Regions from separate parts of the Mus musculus genome. Here region 2 is linked to region 1. The links are chromatin contacts, called in public HiCAR-type maps. All regions are on one chromosome and are shown on one strand. The core of a region is the stretch at or near the end of the contact, and the rest is flanking DNA. Distances in the headings are between cores, read along the strand shown. Region 1 overlaps Prkce (protein kinase C, epsilon). Region 2 has its middle 11 kb from the start of Tmem247.

Region 1 (7,701 bases), core at 1,385-3,884:
TCATGACTCTTCCAGCACCTCATACCATACCTCTGACTTGGTTGCTCATGTATTGTTTTTTTATGAAGCAAGTTAAGGGACTTTATTGGTCATGTAATGGTTCAGGGACAGATGGCAGCAGCGTAGGATCAACATGCTCAGAGGGCACGATGCTGCTGTCTTTGTCTAGACTCCTGAGACAGGGCTGGTTATACCCTCAGGTGACACCATCCCAGGTGGAAACAGAAGTGACTGTCACCAGCCCCACCCGTACATCCAACTATGAATCTCTAGGGAACACAGAATGATAAAGGAGTGTGTCTTTCCTGACAGCCAATAAAAGTCAATGGGTAGAACCATGGTACCCAGACGGTGTGTGAGACCCAGACTGTGCGTGGAGCTGAGTGTGGCCCTCATCTAACAGAGGGGAGGAAGCCATGGTACCCAGACTGTGTGTGGAGCTGAGTGTGGCCCTCATCTAACAGAGGGGAGGAACATAAACCCAGAAAAACAGATCATCCAAGGTCATCAGCAGAAGGACGTCCATGCTGTTTTAATTACTCTATGCTGCTCTGCTCAGTCAGTGTCTTTTTGTAGCTAAGTTACCAACCTGTTTTACAGTGTAGACACAGCTCTTACACTGTAGCGGCAGCTCTTACAGTGTAGCAGCAGCAAAGGCTGCAGAAAACACTGGTGTGTTCTCATTTTCCTCCTCCAGGTCCCTTTGGTGGCCTGAAGACTCAATGACCATTTCCTTCACATTCTGTTGCTTTCCATCTTCTTTAAGAACTTGATATGGATCTTAAAAGCATTGAGAGGTGAAAGGAGCACTTATGGCAGATTCCGTGTATACGAAAAGACAGTGATGAAGACGTGAGTGGCTGCCAGGATGGGGTGGGCCAGAGGTCAAAGGAAGATGGGGGAATCTCTTAGGTGACATTTTCTTTTCTATCTTGATTGTGGTAGTTATGACAAGACTACACATATTTATCCAAGTCTTTGGACCTGTACTCCACAGTGGGCCCATTTTATAGTGTGCAATTATACCCAGCGTTAACAGCCCAAGGGCTTGGCTGCCTCGGTGACAGTGGAACTGACACGTTAATGAACATCACAACTGTAGGATGCGATGGGCTGAAGCTTGGAGAAGCCGCTGTAATCTAATTTCCAAGAAACCACAGAGTATCAGAGCCATTCGAGGATAGGTTGTTTTTTCTTGGAAAGTGATTATGAATACGTCGGCAGCCCTTCCGAGGCTACCACCATCCTACCCCAAGCCATGATGCTGGACCACAACCCTCTTCCCTTGGGCTAGGTCAGAGGTGGAAGCTATCTGGGAAATGTAGCATCTGGAATCGAGGCAAAGGGATTAGGCACAGAGTGGTGTGGAGGAGCTCAGAGAGATAAAAGATTCAGGAGGCGGTTGCATACATAGATAGCCTCTACTCCTGCTATCAATGCTGCGTGATTAATGCTTCCCGGCCAGCTGAGGGATGGGAGGAGCTTGAAGAAGTCTGGCAAAGGAGGTGCCCAACACTCTCCTTTGTCATGTCCACCCCTGCCTATCGGTCCAACAGGTCATCCTACACTGATTAGGATCAACTTAGGTGCTCCCTTCCTTCTGCCCACTGCCACTCCCCCAGGAAGTCTCTTCAAGTCTTTCTCATGCTGGTCTTTGTATTCTTCATCCTTTCCAACTCCCAGTCCCTTCTGGCTCATTGCAGTTTGGGAATTGTGCTTTAGCTTGGAGATTCAGTTATGCACTTCTGAGCCCTCAGATGCTGCAGTTTCTTCCTGCCCAGTTCTACTGCTGCCTGGCGTAGTTGTCTCTGACACAGATGTTTGACAGTAACGCTGAGCAGCCAGAGAAGATGCCGTGCAAAGCATACTTTCCAAGATGCAGTTCCCTTCTGCTCCGAGTCTCCACTGACAGAAAGCGAATGAATAACTGTGGCATTTTCTGATTGACAGCTGATTAAAAATACATCAATTGGAAACAATTGTATTCTTTCTGAAATGGGCTGCAAGCAAAGAGACATTGTTTATCAATTATTCCAAGGAAACTGGGAGAGGTTTGGGGTAGAATCAAGGTGCTGGGAAGCCTGTCTCAAGGATGCCAGATGTGATGGTTTCCATGTATGCCTGTAGGGAATCACTGACGGCTCCTGATGAGGAGCAGGTGAGACCCGGAGGCTGGACAGGCTCTTAGTTATGCAGCAAGGACAGGCGGTTTTCCTTGAGCTGGAGACTCAGATGGAACAGCGTAGTCTGGCGGAGGGCCGACGCCCGAGCTACATACAGCTTCTAAGAAACATTTCCTCACTGTTGTTTAGAGTTGGCTTCCAGCATATACAGACCTGACACTTCTAGGCTTTAAAGTTGTACACAACACCCCTGCAGTGGTAGGAAGTGAGACTGGGTCTCAAGTCACCTGAGGACAAATGTCAGGTTCTTTCTTCAACGAAGCGTTGAAAGACCGGATCCTGGCTAAGATGCTTGAGCAAAGGAGGAGAGCCTGGGTAAAGCCAGCAAGCCCTGCTGGGGCACAGCCGCTCTCCAGCGTTCCCTGGATCCCTAGCCAGACCCCACTGATTGGCCGGGAGACCTTGCCAGCACAGCCCAGCAGATGCAGATGCCATGTGCACATTTTGGTTTTGTGCCCAGGCTTGGCCAGTGCTGCTGACAGGCTGTGGTCTCACAAGGGCAGGTTCAGGAGGTGGCTCAATGCTAATGTAGCATGTGCCGGATTTCTGGGAAGGCGGCCATGACCGAGAAACTGCACAGGGCTCTGCTGCCCCAGCAACCAACCTCCCTGTGGGCCTGCAGAGGGTCTTCTATCTGGAAAGTATTGAGTGGAGCTCCCCGAGAGCACTTGGTGTCTGCTCAAACGCCTGCATACTTGAATGTCTGTCTTGTGCTCTGAGGGATGCTAGAGAGATTGTGGAGGTGAGACTGTGCAGGGCTTTCTTCTGTCCTGACGAGAGGCGCCTCCTCCAGGAGTTTTTGGTTGTGATACCAAAAGCTACAAACCATACCACATCAAACCAAATGCTCTACGCAGAAAAGAAACAACCAACCAGATGAAGGGCAACTCAGGATGGGAGAAAATATTTGCCCACTGTATATGCAATAAGGAATTATCATAAAATGATGCAAGAAATCTATAAAGCCCACCAACAAGGACTAAAACAAGAGAAAATAATTTTAAAACGGGAAAATCCACGGGCTGGAGACATGGCTCGGCAGTTGAGAACACCAGCCGTTCTTCCAGGGGACCTAGGTTTGATTCCTAGCATCCACACAGAGGCTGACAACAGTTTATAATTCCGGTTCCAGGGGATCCACTGCCCTCTTCTGGCCTTCACAGGCACTGCATGCATGTAGTGCACAAACATACATGCAAACCAAATACTCATGCACAGAAATACAAATAAATCTTTTAAAATGAAAATTAAAAAGGGAAAAATCTTAGAGCTACATGGCCCCTAGAAGAAGACTGTGCTCGCCAAATCTTTCTATCAGGGGTTCACTGCCCATGTTGTCAAAACCAAACCAGAGTCTCCATTTCAGAGGCTTCATGCTCTAGCTGTGCCTACCACATACAGAAACAAAATGGATTCAATCGGATAGATGATAGATAGATAGATAGATAGATAGATAGATAGATAGATAGAGTCAGTAGACAGACAGACAGACAGACAGACAGACAGATAAAAGGGCAAAGAACCGGAAAAGACATTTCCCAAATAAAATAAAGAAATAACTAACAGATATCTGAAGAGATTTTTTTTTTTAGTCACACTGATCATCAGGAAAATGCAAATTAAAATTGTGGTGGATTTCCACCTCACACCTGTTGGGATGCTGTTAGCAAAAAGCAGGTGTTGGTTAAGATTCAGAGCTCTGGAAGCCTTTCAGTAGTGTTGATGGGGATGGACCCAGCAGAGCCATGATGGAAGGCAGAGTGGTATTTCCTTCAGAAGCTTAAACTAGGCTTGCCACAGAATCCAGCAATCACACTTCTGGGTATGCAGACATACGAGATGAAAACCACTGCTTCCAAGAGGCATCTGCACGACCCTGTAGAAACACCCAAGTGTTGACGGATAAAGGCAGTGTGGTAGGTTTAGGGCACGGAGTATTATTCAGCATCAGTAAGGACATCCTGCCATTTATGACAATAGGGACAAACCCAGAGGTCACTGCTAGGTAAAAGTATGCCACTTACTGGGAAGTAAGTCCTGCATATTCTCTCATGTGTGGCACAGAGGAATATCAAACTTGTGGACACGAAGTAGAAGAGTAGGTTTCAGGGCTCAGGGTGTTGGGGACGAAAGATTGGCCAAAGGTTACAAACCTGTGGCTGTAAGATAAATACATTCTGAAGACCTGGTGTACTGCACGGCAGTTGTAACTCAACACAGCGTATGGCGTGTTTGAAACTTGCTGGAGACTACACCTTAGGAGCTCTGACTGCAGGAGTGGAACAAGGTCCTGTAGCTGGTTTACTGGAGGCAACCATGTCTAAGGGGTGTGTGTGTGTGTGTGTGTGTGTGTGTGTGTGTGTGTGTCTGTGTGTCTGTGTGTCTGTGTGTCTGTATGTTTTATGAGACCAGGTCTCTTTGTATACTCCTGTAGATCAGATCTCAGAGATCCTCTTGCCTCTGCCGCCTGAGCACTGGGATTAAAGACCCGCACCACCACTGCCTGGCTAGGTGTGAGTCCTCTAAGACATCTTCGTCTGCGTCCACCCTGAATAATACATATATCCTGCTTCACCTCTTCCGTAACGCCTCGGTGAACCTGAAAGGGACAACTTGGTGGAAGTCCTTCCTGCTGCCTACTCCATCCTTCATACACAGAGGTCTGGGAGCCTTTGAGGTCACTCTGGCGCTCTGTTGTCTTTGAAGTTTCTAAGGAGAAGGGAACCAGGAGGAGCTGATGGAGGAAGTTAGCTCATCTGTCCCCACCGAGCCAACTCTGCTTTATCTCCCTGCTCCCACCCTGCCTGGCCACATCTGTATACATTTATTTATCCCTGGCATCCTACTGTGGGCGTGGGTCCCCCCGCCAATGGCTTCCTTCAAAACTTTGCCCCCAAGCAGGAGGCTTTTTAGACTGTGTTGTGTCCAAGCAGTTTGAGCCAACACGGCCATAGAGCCTGATTCCGGCTCTGGTCCCCACAGATGTTTTGTCAGCTTGTGAGCCACAGACATAGAAAACTGACTTGGCTAGAATGACCTCATCCCCGGGCCTGGTAAAGGGCGCAGAGACCTGCATGTACAGGAAGCGGCCTGACCCCGGGAGCCGAGTGGATTGTGGATTTGGCTGTTATTGTGATAGTGAGTGCAATAAAAAAAAAAAAATGGCACATGGAAAAGAAGCAGAGGGCTCTGGGTTTGAATCCAGACCATACTAAAGAGCGCCTCTCTATGCAATCTCGGGTGACTGCTTGATGCTTCTAAGATGAGATTCTCTGTCTGTGAAAGGGAATGATGACGTCACTGTAGGTTATGAGGAGTCCCAGACGCTCTCAAGTTCACGCTCAGGACCAGGACCCTAGGTGGTTGGCAGTCAGTGGTAGGGATTGGTATGACGACTCTCACACATCTGCAAGGGCTGCTTTCTCCTTTCCTGGAGAAGGCACCACTGACCTTCAAATCTGGCCACGCATCAGAGTCCAGTGAGGGGCTTTGAAACCGTCTGGCTTGGTTCTTTCATCCTGGCATTTCTCCTTCGAGAGTCTTAGGCCCTGCTTTAGAATCTGTTTCTCCAAGTTTTCCAGGAGATTGTTCTCTGGCTTAAACCAGAGACCCGTCATATTTAACTGAGCTTGGGGCAACCATGTAGAGTGCCGTGCGGGGGTGAGGGACCATGAGGGGTGCCGTGCAGGGGTGAGGACCGTGAGGGGTGCTGTGTGTGTGGGGGGACCGTGAGGGGTGCCGTGTGGGGGTGAGGGACCATGAGGGGTGCCGTGCGGGGGTGAGGACCGTGAGGGGTGCTGTGTGTGGGGGGGGGGACCGTGAGGGGTGCCGTGCCGGGGTGAGAACCGTGAGGGGTGCTGTGTGTGTGGGGGGACCGTGAGGGGTGCCGTGTGGGGGTGGGGACCGTGAGGGGTGCCGTGCGGGGGTGAGGGACCATGAGGGGTGCCGTGCAGGGGTGAGGACCGTGAGGGTGCGGTGCGGGGGGTGAGGGGCCGTGAGGGATGCGGGAGGTTTGCTGAGCAGGAGGCTGGTTTTCTGGGAACTTGAGCTGGGTAATATCTTACCACAGCTCCTGTCACGGAGATCTTGGAAGGTTCTGCGTCTTGGATGGTCTCCTCCTTCCTGCAGCAGTGGTAGAAGGCCCAGGGAAGGAGGCCCCAGGATGCATGCCCTGTCCCTCTGCTCTCACAGTCCCGTTGAGCTCTCCTGTTCCATCTTCTCCGAGCAGTGTTTGTTTCTCTTCTCACTCCTGCACTAACTGATGTGTCTTCTCCGGCACCCCACAGGCGTCACTGCCGGGCCTTGTAGAGATCTGACTTAGGATGCTTTCTCGTTGAGTTGGAAGGACGAGAAGGATCCACATTTCCGTGTTTGTGATGTGAGCCCATCGCTGCCCTCAGACGGAGCTGGGCATGGTATCGAAAGCGTTCTCCTGCCGCTCATTAAGTCAGTCTAGTGCGCTTCTGGCAGCTGATGGGATGCCCAGGAGGCAGAGAACTGTGCGCTGACCCTCCTACTGTGCGTGTCTCCTATGGACACTGAAAGCACTGATCTACCCTCAGCCATCCTCTTCAGTGTCTGAGCTGCGGTGTGATGGAGAAATCAGAGCCCCGTCAGGGACCTTCGAGAGAATCGGCTTTGATTGCTGTGGTTTAGTTTGCTTGGTGCCCTCTCCCTTCTTTACCATCACATATCCATCCTTTCTAGCCCCAGGCCACCATACTAAAGAGAATGGACAGCTCATTTTCTGTGGAAGCCAGAAGAGAGTGCGGGATCCCCTGGGACTAGAGTTGTAGATGCCTGTGAGCTGCCATGTGGGTGCTGGAAATAGAACCTGGGTCCTCTGGAAGAGCAGCCCGTGCTGTTAACCATAGAGCCTTCCCCCCGGTTCCCTCCAACGACTGCTTCACCTACCTCTTCTCCTCAAGGAGAAAGACTTCCTCATTGTCTCAGGAACAGTCTTCCTACCTTCCCATGCCCCAGTCTCGCTGCCTCCTGTGGTCTCCTGCCGAGTGCATGCTACTGAGATTTCTCTAGTGCTGACCCATCTTGGGCCTGACCCTGTCTCGTTTTGCATGAACTCATCTTATTTCCTCTGAGACTGGGAGCTCTTGAGGCCAGTACATTCCTTTCTTATTCTCTTACATCTTTACTGCACAAAGCATGAAGCAACTGGAGAGCTAGTTTCTCTCTCTCTCTCTCTCTCTCTCTCTCTCTCTCTCTCTCTCTCTCTCTCCAGTTTTAAAACAATTGTGTTAAGATTCACAAAGTAAAATTAGTACCATTGTAATGAGAGAGGTAGAGGGAGGTAGGGAGAGAGGAAGAGGGAGAGATGTGTGTGTGTGTGTGTGTGTGTGTGTGTGTGTGTGTGTGTGTGTGAATATACATGTGGTTCCTAAGGACCTCTTTATCATCTTTAAGACAGGATTTCTGACTGTACCTGGAGTTCGCTGATGGATCTGGCCGGCCAGCCAACCCCACAGACCCTCCAGTCTCTCTGCCTCCCTAGCACAGGGAT
Region 2 (7,701 bases), core at 1,725-4,224, 650 kb after region 1:
TAGTGATGGGGGAGTGAGGTTATCACTGTCATGGGCATGGGGACCGAAGTTCTGAAACCGAAGTCTCTTCCGTAAGGAACGGAAGGACAATCCAAGCATCCTACTTCCTGAGGAAGCTGACCTGGGTCAGGAACACGAGTGCTTGTGGCCTTTACATTGTCCTGTAGAGTTAGGTATTTACAGATTAGCGATGGGTGTGGTAGGCTGGGCCATCAGAAATGACCATCAGATCCAAACAAACCTGCCATCCTGGCTGTAATGGAAATGACAGTGAATGTTGTCAAATGTGCAGCCCCAGAATCAAAGGGACACCAAGAACCACTGTTATGCCATGATACTCATAGAACAAGGGCTGGCACTGGGTCCCTGTTCTAGAGACATCCACACCCAGAAATGCGAGTACTCCTGAAAGAGCCAGCACGTAGAGGGCTTCCCGTCTATCCGCCTTCAGACTTCACCTTCAGTCCAGCATCCTAGGGGCAGGGAGACACGCAGAGGAACCTTGACCTGCGAGGGAAGTGCCAGTCTGTGATCAGCAACTCAATCTGGAAAAGCAGAGAGGAAAGTCTAGCCTTGACGTTCTAGAACAAAGAGTTGAGAAACAACAGTGTGAGCTTTTGCTAATATTAAGTGCTGAAAGAAATGTCTGGTGGTGCAGAGAGGGTCCTTCCATAGTGGCCATGCTGTGATGTTTGATGGACACATGTTTGCTGTCTTCAACCAGTCTTGTAGCAGACACGGGAGACTTCCCTGGCTCTCGCTTCTAGAGGACTTTCCATAGGAACGTGGAATCTAGAGTCTCTACGCCTGCCTTTAGCTCATCTGGCCCTTGGGTGTGGACTACCCTGCTCAGAGGCTCTGTGGAGGAGCCTGGGAGTCGGGCAGGCATCAAGTCTGCTGCGTATACTCTAAACCTGCTACCCAGACAGATGTGTTTTATCTGCCTTCTCTCCGTTCCATATAAAATATCCTTTAAGAGAAGGATTCCATTGCTTTTTATAATATTTGAAATGTTTGCCTTGGATACTCTTTTCAAAGCCTTTTCTTAACTTGATAAGAGCTAGAAAAGAACTCGAGGCTAGACTAGAAGTCCAGAATCCTATTCACACATTCAAATTTGTCAGCTCTGGGACTGCCCTGTCCTGAGAGGACAGTCTTTATGGCCCCTCCCCGATCTGATGCCTGAACTCCACACCAGGCTGAGGACCCAGCATAAATAGAAGGTGGACGGCCAACACCACACTAAAGGAGCTTGGAGAAGCTGCAGTGCAGAGACCTCACCACACAGCTGACAAACGAGAGCGGCAGAGAGGAAGTCCTAGTGAGCGCCAGGCTGGGCTGATTTTACCCCGCCCCCGACTCCTCCATGGCCCTTACACCTATCTCCTGCCAGTTCCCAGTTGACTCATTGTCTTCCCCTGCCTCTGTGACTCACTTAGAATAAAAATGTCCCCCTCACAATGCCACCAGTGTTCCCTGCAGGGCATTGGACATCTGTTTGGGATCTGTGACCCCTAGAAAACTGCAGTAAATAAATGTCGCCATCCATCATATAAGCAGCTGCCTCAAAGAGCCCAGACTAGAAGAAACTTCCAGAAAATTCTCCCCCACCCCACCCCACCCATCTCCCCTTCTCTGACAAAGCTCCTGGTCTCACTTCCTAAACAGAGCCTTCCAAACAGGGCCACATTCCCTTCCCACCTTCAAAACAGCTGAGCCCTGGCACTGAGGGACAGAACACCTGCCTTCCTCGAAGTGTAGCCAAGAGAGCTGTGTCCCAGGCTGTGATCAGAGCTAAGCAGGTTGGCAACTGAGGCTGAGCCAAGGGTGCAGTCAGGCTAAGGGGTAACTACTGAAGGAACAAGAGCCCAGAGTGTGAGAGGAAGCCACAGAAGGTCGCATCTGCCTATGGGCTCCACTTCCCTCCTTACACCAGTAACCACATGAATAAGGTCCCTCTGTGGTCACCTAAGAGCCGAGCCTTCTGGCCACAGCAGGCTGTGACTTCCTAGACAACACCCACACACAGGCATGACCCTCTATGTCTTCCTCAATCCATAGTCCTCCTCATCTCTCAGGGCCCTGTGTCATTTTTTTTTTCCTGCAGGATGTGGTTGACATCTGTCCCCTGGTACCTTCTTAGTCTCCCTATCATCCACTGTAGCCCAGAACTCACGGTTCCCTTCCCCCTGGATTTTTCCATTCCTCTCTACTTTAAGCCACATTAATTCTCCTAATGCTTATTTCCACACAGCCAAGTAGTTGCTCCCTCAAGGGCAATGGCCGGAGCTCTGTCACCACTCTCACAGCGGCTCCTGATACCGCTCCTCACAGTGCTCGCCCAAATGTACACATGCAGCTCTCGTGTAAGCGGAAGGCTGCGCCTCCTGACACCTGGAGATGTCTCACAGACGCCCGTCATTGTGCCTCTGTCCCCCCTCTTCCCACCTGACATACACTCATTCACCCCATTCTCTCACCCTTCCCTCAATGTACACCCTTCCCTCAATGTACACCCATTTGCCATTTGTGCTGTCTCTGCATTCTCTGTGACCAGATCACGGGCAGATGTCAGCATCTCTATTCCACAGGAGCAGAAACTTCCTACTAAGCTGAACGGTCCATCTTCCCTCTTGTGCTCAGCAATGGGTCCCCAGCCCGGCAATGTCCTCTGCCACTTCAGCTTCAATGACAAAGGCAGAGATGTACCAAAGTTCTGGGAAGCAAGAGGATAAAATAGGCAGAGAGAGAGAAAGAGGACAGGCCACATTGGGATGTCATTCACTCTTGGTCCAAAAAAACCCTGAGAAAAAGGCTTTCCAGTCAGCTAGGAAAAACAAACAGAGCCAGAATGGAGTCAGCTGGAGGAAGAACAACCTAGCAGCCACCATACAATCAACCAGAATCAAGCGGCCTTATGGACACAGCTCTGTCACCGTGCTGGAGAAACCTGAGGGGGCAGTGTTGCGAGTGTCCTGGGAGGAACTCTGCGGATTTCTATGTTATCGGCTGGGGGAGGCCTACAGCGTTTGTTGGCCCCTACAGGCAAACACAGTGGCCAGACCTTCGAAACAGGACGCCTTTGTCCGTGACTGACACCCTGGCCTAGAGCCCAGCTCCGCTTCAGGGGAGGATTTAGGTCACAAGAAAATGGGGGCTGGGGGGAGGTGGCTATAGTTTTAGAAATCTGTCTCTGTAAAACTCGGGGAGGTATTTTACCCCTTCCCAGGGTCACACCCTTGCCCTGGCTGACCTTACTTTGTATTACTCTGACTTTGAAGCTAGAGCTTTGGCTGGCCTCCTCAGCTTCTTTTTAAAAAATGCTATTTGGCAAATTCCCACCCGACTGGAACCTCCCCCATCGATCTATTACCTCTTTCTAGTCAGCTCAAATCAGTATGTCTTTCCCAACCTCTGTTCAGTTTAAAGACCCGTGCAAACATGACCATGAAGCCCCTGGAAGCTTCCGGTAGACTAGAGAGTTAACCAAGGAGCACGAAATTAGGACTGATTTCCAAAGCCAGTGAGCGTCTCAGAGGAGGATGGTGCCCTGGCCTGCTCATACTCCCCGGCTGTTTCTGCTTTAGAGAGAAGTTGCTGAAGGTATTAAAGCAGGCTCTTGAAGAACGACCCAGTCACAAGCTGCTGTGATCTTTCTACTTCAGCTGCCCTTTCTAAACTACTGACTTTCATAGAGGTCAGCCAGAAACCCTGCCTTCGAGGCCAGTCCTTATCCTCAGTGCATTTTTATAAACCTTGGCAAATCGTTTTTCCATCCCTGTCTCTTTTATGAGAAGAGCTAACTGCTCTCTCACGCCAGGCGCTAATAAACTTTGTTCCTTCCTGTTGGCTTTGCTCGCCATCTTCTGGACAAAAGCAGTATTGCTACCGAGGTAGAGCCGGGCCAGGGCTTCTTAGCGCAAACCCAAAGCAGTTTGGAGAGGACCAAAATGAACTACTCCTGAATGCCAAGAGCGCAACAATGAGCCTCATTTGTTATGGCAAAGACGTGCTAAACACTTCTTTTGAGAAATCACGTCCGGGGTACCTCACCTTACACCTTAATGTGTAAGTGGCCTGTCGTGTTGTACACGATGTGATTTGTGATGGGCACACATCACATAGTCTCTAAACCAGAAAGCCTGAAGTCTAGGGTCAAACATGGAAGATGTCCGTACATTCGAGTGAGATGCTGCCTGCTCGGAGTCCTCAAAGAGCTGGAGCTCAGAGCAATGGGAACCATGCAGAGGAGGTGGCAAAGCTGGCACCGACTGACAGTGGGGGAAAGAAAGGATAAACATGCTTAAGGAACACCTTGTGGAATCAAAACACTGCTCCTTCACAGCCATAGATCCAGCGACGCAGTTAGGAAGGTGGCCACTAGGAGGCTTAGAATCCTGGCAGCAGGGTAGTGGAGCCAGGAGAGTCTGGAGTTCAAGGTTGGCCTTGGCTACATAACAAGTTCAAGGCCACCCTGGTCTATATGAGAATCTGTCTCAAAATAAAATAGAATAAGGAGGCAGGAGGAAAAAGGAGAGAGGGGGGTTATGGCTTTTTTTATCAAGATAATTCTGCAGACCTGACTAGATCTACATGTGTGAAACAGAACACAGGGTGAAAGGAAGAAAAAAAATCAGACTTACAGCAAACCAGCTTTGGTTTCAAATCTCCACCCTGCCAGGTGACAGCTGTGTGCATGTGAAATCAGTTAGGTATCCTGATCCACAGTTTCTCATACAGGCAGGGATGACCACAGCAGCTCTTCAGAGGGGATAAAATATGGTCACATGCATGTTCTGATACATGACTGACACCAGGGCACAATGCCAAGGTCCCAGCTGCTATGCCCAGAGAACTTACAACTCCTCCAGGTCATTTTCAAACCACCTGGGACAGACTGAGAACATTGCCTATCTAGAACTGAATAGAGTTGGTCCACCTCCTGCTGGGACTGTGACCTGGAGTCACCAAAACAGACATGTGCGAGTAAGCAGTGAGGACGATACTCAGAGCTTCAAGGAGCATGCGCCAAGGTCAGGGATGTACGGTAGGTAGTCTCTGCAGATTCTTTTTACCCTCACTCTCACGAATCCAATGTGGGAAAAGCAGGCTCCTTGTGAGCTCCGGACTGGTCCCAGAGTCAGTGCACAGTGCTCAGCCGCAGCTCCCCGGGAGCAGGGGACGGAGAGCACATGCGGGAGGATGAATCTAGATCATCTGCGGAAGCCAACGTGCTCCCATTTCATTTACTTCAAGACTCTTAGCCCCACCTTATGTGAATGTGAATTGTAAGTTGTCGTGGTAGGCGATTAATCCCACTCAAATGGCTGGGACATTTCCAAACTTCCATGTGGCTGACACTCTCCCCTCCAATACGCCTGGGCTGTCCTCTAATCCCAAGCAAGTAAGTGGAGACAGTTGGCCACTTACTAAAATCTATATTCCAATCTTTGCAATGGGGGCAGGGGCTGGGGCCGCTCTTGCCGGCTCTTCCATGATTGCTGTGCTCTCCCTCCTGCAGCCTCGGGCCTGGTCTCTCTCCTTTCCCGACACAGCGGTTCTCAGTCCCCTCTCTGTCCCTTTGCCCTCAAATCCTAAAGTCCCATGTCTGTCTCCCTGCCCAGCCATTGGCCGCTGGCCATTTTATTCACCAATGAAAACCAAACGAGGGCAGGAATCCTCAGGGTTTTAGATGCAGGTCCTCCTGCAATTTTGGGAACCCATTTAACATAATACAAGCATTAAACCAAATCCACCACAGCAAGTATCCAGCATTATGTAGCACAGTGGAGGGAACTCCTAAAACTCGTACGATCAGAGACACTTGAGCTTCAGGCTGCAGACCTCAGATTGGCCTCCTGAGACGATCCCCCTGGGAAAAGGTACCTCAGGGTTGCTATCTGAAAGCAAAGCCAAGGTTAAACTCCTGTCGACACAGGTCAACCCCTGCACTCATGCCCCTCTTGGAAATGTGAGCCTTTGTGTATCTGTTTGAGACAGGCTCTTGAGTAGCCAGGCTGGTTCCAACCAAAGTCACTGGACAGATCAGCCTTTGCCCGCCCCTTTCAAGCAGTGGAATTCTAGGCTTGCCCTGCCATGCTTGGCTAACACAAGCCGCTTGATCCCTCCAGCAAGCAAAGGCATGTAAAACCAGCCCGAGGACACTCCGTTCAGAGCTGTCTGGGGCTTGTCGTTTAAGCTGGTGGACAATTGTCTTGGGACACAAGCATCCATCTGGGAAGGCGTCCTCTAACCCCAAGCATCATCTCCCCACCCACCCCCTTCCAACTCTACCTCTACAGCTAAATGCCAGCGTTTGGCTCAGGAAGCCTCAGTTCAGTGTAAAGACAAATATACATGGTGAGTGTTGTGCCCGCGTTGTTATCGGCCGGTTCTGTGTCTGTGTGTTTCAGTTAACACTGGATCTCCTTCTGGGTTACAACTCTAGCCAGCACCTTGGATTTCCTAGCAAGGACGTCAGAGCTGGATGTGAGTTGGGCAATCTAAAGGACAGGACAGGGCCAGAGCTTGCGGAGAAGAAACACAGGCTGAGCGCTTTCACTATTGCCAAACTCAGGTTCCAGGGGGTCTTAGAAAAATCCAAACAGGCATGGGATGACAGCGCCTTACCATTCCATCTTTCTGTCTGGTTAGCTTCTGGAGATGCTGATCCATCCAGGGCCCTCTAAGCTACCTGCAGCACTGAAGGGCACAGGTGGGCCTTGGACTACATTCAGTCTAATATCACCCCCCACACACACAACCCCACCACACCAACTCTGGGAACCCAGCACACTTGCTACCCCAATTCAAGCCCCGTGTGCCTGTGCTTCTCCCGTGTTATCCTTAAGCCCCATATCCCCTTGTCCTGACTCCTTTCTATTTTTCCTTCACTTCAGTCCCCAGCTCTTACCCCTCCAAGTCCTCGTAGGGCCACACACACTCTACTCACAACCCAAAGTGAGGCCAGGCACATACAGCCACGGCTCAGCATGCCTCCTGGAAGGTCGTGTGGGCAATGTGGTGATACCCGTGGGCCTTCATGGTTGTTCCTAACTTGTCATATGTGAGCCGGACGGCAGTTGTCTTCGCTTTGAGAACGAGCTTTCATGGTTCCATGTGCTGACCTAGACAGAGGACCTCAACATGTGGCTAGAAGACGCCTCCATGGCCATACTCCACACGCCATATTCCTGGGGCAGCCACTGACTGCTTCCCACTGGTGGCCCTCATGTCAATGCCCTTCAATCCACTTCGGCCTGTTGGTCCAGCCCCCAGGTGCTCCCAGTGGCAGCCTCTGTGTCTCCTCCTCACAGACCTCCACAAACCCACAGGCTTGGATTGCCATCAGAAGTTCTCTGGAGCTGAAACCCTTCCCCGAGGGTCTGTGGGTTCAGGGAGTGGCCCGATCATTCTGCAGAAAGACAAGAATCCCTGGAAAATCTGAGCCACCGCTCAACAAGGGCAGGCCACGAGAGGGCAGAATTGGCCCACATGGCCACAGAGAAGGGGAAACTTAGAGAACAAAGATGGAGTGTTCTTGACGGGAGCCTGTGTAGATGCACATGAGAGAAGGAGGGCATCCGATAAGATGTCGAGGAAGCTTTAGAGAGACGCTCCCTCCATTACTTGGTGACTCTAGGTCAGCAACAGAACCAAGAAAGCCCATTCCCAAAGGCCAGTGAAGAGTGGGCTTACAAC

Evidence for each region. HiCAR-type assays count read pairs that join an accessible place to other places.
Region 2: a HiCAR-type map of astrocytes shows a contact between it and region 1, with 2.8 times the contacts expected there. The contact joins two enhancer-like sites. A contact is called at or near these places in 7 of 39 promoter capture datasets (the 3T3-L1 cell line, embryonic stem cells, hippocampal neurons and 2 more), 3 of 115 datasets of contacts at active chromatin or transcription factors (astrocytes, bone marrow-derived macrophages and stem cell-derived neural progenitor cells) and 3 of 9 other capture datasets (adipose tissue, embryonic stem cells and liver).

What each region holds. Positions count from the first base shown.
Region 1 is chr17:86,251,842-86,259,542 of GRCm38.p6, forward strand. All of the region lies in intron 1 of Prkce (protein kinase C, epsilon), which reads left to right. Among named protein-coding and RNA genes, the nearest start is that of Gm52296, 12 kb to the left of the region's middle. Within about 2 kb of position 2,635, at least 54 of the 459 cell types and tissues checked have an H3K27ac peak or open chromatin away from gene starts, as enhancers often do. A contact at or near this core is called in astrocytes and hippocampal neurons, where this site is marked.
Region 2 is chr17:86,902,462-86,910,162 of GRCm38.p6, forward strand. No RefSeq gene overlaps it. Among named protein-coding and RNA genes, the nearest start is that of Tmem247, 11 kb to the right of the region's middle. Within about 2 kb of position 2,975, at least 151 of the 459 cell types and tissues checked have an H3K27ac peak or open chromatin away from gene starts, as enhancers often do. A contact at or near this core is called in astrocytes and hippocampal neurons, where this site is marked.